2 separate regions of the Zea mays genome follow, and region 2 is linked to region 1. Evidence: chromatin contacts called from public Hi-C data. All regions are on one chromosome and are shown on one strand. The core of a region is the stretch at or near the end of the contact, and the rest is flanking DNA. Distances in the headings are between cores, read along the strand shown.

Region 1 (2,947 bases), core at 204-2,703:
CAAGGGTCTTTTGCCTTGACTTATATGGTGGGATTTATTCCACTTAACTTGAGAAGTCAAGAAATGGACAAGGGCGTGCCACACGCGCGCGCGCGCTGCCGCCGCCGCCGGCCGGGCCGGGCCGGGCGTGGCGTGGCGAGGCAGGCAGGCAGGCAGGCAGGCAGGCAGGCAAGCAGGCGAGCGGGCGTGGTGTGGTTGTGTTAATTTTTAGCACTCACTAACCGCGTACGTCAGCCGAGTGACCCTGTCTCTTCGTCAGCCAGCCGAGTGACCCTTCTCCTTCAGCTGCCGACTCATGGCGTGACTCGGCGAGAGCTGGCCGACTCATGGCATAACTCGGCTAGAGCTGGCCGACTCTTGGCGTGACTCGGCGACCTTTCTCCTTCAGCTTCCCTCTGCGAGAGGTTAAATAGAGGAGCACCCCTGTCACTCGGTACACAAGAGAAAACACTTTCAGAACACAGTCCAGCAGCCGAGTGAGGGTATTTCCATCTCGTGACTCTGCGCGCACAGAGAAGCGAGAGGGCAGGTGCCTCCGGAGCCCTTGCCGTTCGAGACCTTGCACGAGGGATCGGCAATTAGGTTTTTGGGGAGCGTCTACGCGACTGCCCAAAGTCTTCCTCCTGCTGACATGACAAGTGAAGTTGGACAAGGATCTAGATCCTCGGAGCGCATGGGAGGGTATGATCAATTCATCTCCTTACTGTTTTTCATTCTGCAAATTATATATGTTCATACCTGCTGTTTTATTTATAGCCGTAAATTTATTCAATCTGTTTTGTCGTATTATATCATAACATGTCTGATGCCTGATCATACTAGTAATATGATAAATCTGTTTGTCTTAATTTTACAGTCATGCTGTTTATGTTGCTATCTGTTTATTTTCAGTTGTTCCATAATAATACATGTTTCATGTTTATATGCTTATTATATTTATATGATTCATATGTTTCATGTTCTCTTGATCCATATTGTTATGGATATATTTGAGATAATGATTTCTATGATTAAACATATTTTATATGTCATCATCATAATGTTAATTTATGGAATTAAAATAATACGGAAAATGCCTATATTTCTAACAAAATATGGTATTAGAAAGTACATATTGTATTAATATTTACTATAAGTTTCAGCAGATTGAGATTGTATACTCTAGATAACGATGTTTACTGTCTTCAACATATCATGTACATGATCATATAAAATACTATACTATTCTACATAATAAATAATTATAAACAGTAGAGTTTGAAATAGAAAATCGGTGAAGACAGCCTTACGCTGACACTGTCACTTACACTGAACACCTCAGTGCACGTGCCGTCTCTGCAACGATTAGCTGCATCGGTCGCTAGCCGCCCCTGTCGGCGTACGTATCGGCAGCGAGCCAATGACACACGATCCATCGGCTTTATATACGCCACCCGCTGCTGCTCTCCGGTCCTCGGCTCATCAGTATTATTATTATTATTATTATTCGGCTCCTGCTCATCAGCTGCAGCAGTCGTGCTCCGGACCGGAGAAGTCGAAATGGAGGAGAGGCTGTTCGCCACGGAGAAGCACGGTGGCCGGGCGCTCTACAGGCTCCACGCCGTCACGGTGTTCCTGGGGATATGCCTGCTGCTCTGCTACAGGGCGACGCACGTCCCGGCTGCCGGCTCCGGCGGCAGGGCGGCGTGGCTGGGGATGCTCGCGGCGGAGCTCTGGTTCGGCTTCTACTGGGTCATCACGCAGTCCGTGCGCTGGTGCCCCATCCGCCGCCGCACCTTCCACGACAGGCTCGCCGCCAGGTCTGTGACTTGACCTTCTTCGTGTGCATGCACATATACAAACTATTTTGCTTGTTGCACGTCCAGTCATTTTTCAAAGGAAGGCTAATATGAGTTAATAATGAGGCTAACTGGTGGTCATAGTCCACTAACTCTCTCTATATATTAGCTTAATACATGTAAGTATCACACGGTCACACACCCCTATAAGTACATAGAAACTAGCAGTTCCAACAACATCTTATGTTACAAATGTTTATATAAAAAAATATAGGACACACTATAAAGTGACCTAAATACACCACACCTCATATTAATGTCATATTCATATTTTCTATATCATTATCAACATTTTTCTTTTCTAATAATGCAATTTACTTTCTTAAATACATGATATAGAGCTTAACGATTGGAGCTCAATTTATTTTCAGTGCCCTGAACACTTTAAATGATGTAGTATTTTAATTTTTGGGAAATTATTTTTGAGACACCTATTTGGAGATGATCTGCACATACACTCTCGTTTCTTGAGGGTTTAAACCCATGACTCTTATACTCCCTCCATTCCATATTAAAATTCGTTTTAGTTAATTAATCGGTTTATACAATATTTAGTATATATATGTTTAAATCTATCTTCAAATATTTGAATATGGACATAAAAATTAAGAGCTAAACTAACTACGAATGGATGAGTATATATTACTAAAAAATGAATTCCAAACGATGGTCGTTCACAAGGTGAGCCGTTTCTATACATGAGCTGGGTTCGGAATGTGGACTGTGGAAGCTAGAAGTTGCGACAGCCGATAGGCTGTGGGGGCAAACAAATCTAAGTATGAAACCGTGCGTGCTACAGACTGCAGACCACAGGCACGCAGGAGGAGCAGATAAGATAGACTCGTGCAGTGGCGATGCATCAGCTGATTGGGGGGTCCATTCAGGTCCTTCTGCAGCATATATAAGCGCCGCGTGCAGCCAAATTAAAACGATGGATATGGCACGGGTTCTTCTGACTGCACCATGCCTGTCTGTTTTGTTCTACTGACTACTGCCTAAGACGTCGAGGCCAAGGCCACTGTGTAGCTCGCGAGATTGTTTACTGCAGAAGGCAGTTGGGCCACGTGGGCTCTATCGCACGCCTTGGTGTGGGGGTTGTCGTTCAGCGC
Region 2 (2,947 bases), core at 139-2,638, 170 kb before region 1:
GGAGAGCAACCTGCACTGCCGGGTCATTGAGGTAGGAATAGGTGTAGTGGTAGCTGCACGGATCAGGTAACTGTGCACTGGTGGGGTAGTACGACCCGCCGTTGGCCGCGTCAACACAGACGGGAGCGTATATGTTGTAGTAATCAAGCTGCCCCGCGTCCACCGCCTGCACGGCGCCATCGCACGCGCCCACGTCCGAGTCCGAGTCGTCGTCGCAGTGCCTGGTTATGTTGGCGAACACCTCGTCCGACATCAACCCGTGGCTCCAGTAGTAGTCAACCTGGCCCTTGAAGTTCATGCGCCAGTCCAGGAGTGGGTTCCCAACCTAAAAATTAAACGCATGCATGCATGCATGCATGCATGTAGATTTATAATAATTAAGTATAGTAAGAAGATTAAACATCATCGATCAGCTATAGCAGCTGGTGTGTGTGTAGTGTGTACCAAGATGCCCCGCAGGTTTATTATGGCCGTCTTGGCGTCGTCGTAGGAATTCTGGATGAGGATGGTGGCGGCGAGCTCGGGCACGTAATGGCCGGCGTAGCTCTCCCCGGAGATGTAGAACGGCCGGCTCTTGTACTCCGGGAAGCGCTCCAGCCAGTTCACCAGGAACAGGTACGCGTCGTCCGCTGCCCTCTGGTCTCCGCTGAGGTCGTAGTCGGAGGATGTGTTGGAGTAGGAGAACCCAACACCCGCCGGCGATTCCAGGAAGATCACGTTAGCCACTACATGCACAACGACTTGCCAACTTGAGCACAACAAAAGTGATCGAAGCAGACTCTCGCGTACTATACGGCGTATATACTACATGGTACATGCATACCGTTGTTCCAAGCATTCTTGTTTCTGCTCAGCGTCTTGTTGTCGCTGTTTACGCGGAACGGGCCGAGCTCTTGCATCGCTCCGATGCCAAACGACGAGCATCCCGGCCCTGTGGACAGTTAATTAATTATTTAATTATACCAAGTTAATTGCTGTTAATCCCTCCTCTCCCTACCTCCGTTGAGCCACAGGAGGAGCGGCTTGGACGCGGCACCCCGCGGCGCCTCCGCCAAGTAGTAGAAGAGCGCCCGGCCGTTCTTCTCGTCGACGGTCACGTACCCGCTGTACTGGTCGAAGTCGACGCCGCCGTCCGGTTGCCCCGGCAGCGCAGCGATCTTGTCGCCCGCCTTCATCAGCGCGCTCTGCTCGCTGCCGGAGTACCCGCCTGCTCTCAGGAGGCCGCCGACGACGTTATTACTCACCTTAAACGCGCCCTTGTCGTCGATACGACTACGAGTACTGCTGTCCCGCCTGGACCGGATGAATTTCTTCAGCTGATCCCCCTCTTGGGACGCGTCTGCGCGCAAATGCAACTGCAACTGCAGTGCAGCGGCGCAGACGATGAGCAGCGAGACGTACAAGAGGTTGTTGCTCCTCATCTTTAGGTAGTACGGCGTGATGAGATCGATGTCTGTCTGTGCGTGATTTACGTACAGCTCCCTTGGCATGCATGGGGTTTATATATAGGGTCCCTGGTGAAGGGAAGGGCCTCGAGAAGCTTTTCGAAATGGCAGTTATTTTGGATTCTTCATTGGCTACGTTTCGAGTGCAAACGAACAGCGGAAGATGGCAATGGTTTCCATGGGAAAGGACATGCTCTTGCCGGCATTATTTTTCTCCTTCTTCTCTTCTCTTGATCGGGTGCTGCCGTCTACTGATCGAGCACTCTCTTATATTAACAAACAAAAGCAAGCGGGGCCGTTAGGATTTCTTGTTGTAGTGTAGTCTTTGGTCCATCCGAACAGACCAGCGGAAGATGGCAATGATTTCTTGTTGTAGTGTAGTCTACTGAGCACTCTCTTATTAACAAAAGGATGCATGGTGGTTTGGGAGGTAACCCATGGCGATTTGCATATGTTCGCGGAGGCCACCAGATGTATGATTAATGGCGAGAGAGCAGAGCATCCGTTTCAAAACTGTACGAGACCCATGGCACAAGCAACATATATACATGGCCAATATTTGCGCCGTTTGTTTTCTTCCGAACGTAGCTGCGTAGAATGTCACACTTGGGAATCAATACTTTTGTTTCACATATTCACAGGGCTGTGGTTACAGAGTAATTTCAAATAGCGCAGCCAACATATAGATGCTTTCAAATTTAGGCTTTCAGTCTATAATAATATGCTCGACCTACCGCAACAGACCCGCACCCCATTACCTAGTTTTTAGTTTAATCTTCAGTTTGCATTTATTGGCTCATATTTGGTAAGGGTTGAATTGCTTTAGGTGTGTTGACATAAATCACCAAAAAAATGGGAGATTGAAAGATAAATGTGTCGTTTGTCCATTTCTAGATGTTTTGGTGATTAAATGCCTCAACACACCGCTTTAAACTAACACTCTCTATATAAGCATGAGCAGAGATTCATAAAATGCAAATCGAAAACAACACATCCAAATGAGTTGAATTGGAGGGCCAAAAGTTTAACTTTGAGCAAATCATCATAAACACAAGGTTTAAGCGTTTGGATAAGTTGCACATACCCTCATTTTTGTTTCTAGCACTTTGTTTTGGCTATTAACTAAGTTTTGCAAAGAAAGTGTGAAAGTCGCCTAGAGGGGGGTGAATAGACGAAACCTAAAATCTATAACTTTAAACACGCACTAGAAGCCAGGGGTTAAGCGTTAGAATTAAACTCAAGTCAAAAGAATGTTTCTCTTGCTAAGAGTTGCTCAATCAATGCGGATATCGTTTAGGAGCGAACTCAAATTAATACTAGCAAGAGAACTATTAGAGAGGGGAAAACAAATCAAGTGAAGATCAAGCGAGTAGACACGGTGATTTGTTTTACCGAGGTTCGGTTCCAAAGAACCTAGTCCCCGTTGAGGAGGTCACAAAGACCGGGTCTATTTCAACCCTTTCCCTCTCTCAAACGGTCACTTAGACCGAGTGAGCCTTTTC

Evidence for each region. A called contact is a pair of places that touch in the nucleus more often than the background predicts.
Region 2: a contact with region 1 is called in a Hi-C map of ear, with 2.5 times the contacts expected there. The contact joins the promoter of LOC103632915 here to the promoter of LOC100281504 in region 1. A contact is called at or near these places in 4 of 25 Hi-C or Micro-C datasets (ear, leaf and tassel).

Annotation. Positions count from the first base shown.
Region 1 is chr7:136,037,363-136,040,309 of Zm-B73-REFERENCE-NAM-5.0, reverse strand. LOC100281504 reads left to right here and starts at 1,453. Exons shown (of 7, transcript NM_001368021.1): 1 at 1,453-1,799. The coding sequence starts at 1,540.
Region 2 is chr7:136,202,822-136,205,768 of Zm-B73-REFERENCE-NAM-5.0, reverse strand. LOC103632915 reads right to left here and starts at 1,388. Exons shown (of 7, transcript XM_008654625.2): 1 at 998-1,388; 2 at 824-931; 3 at 445-725; 4 at 1-325. The coding sequence starts at 1,175.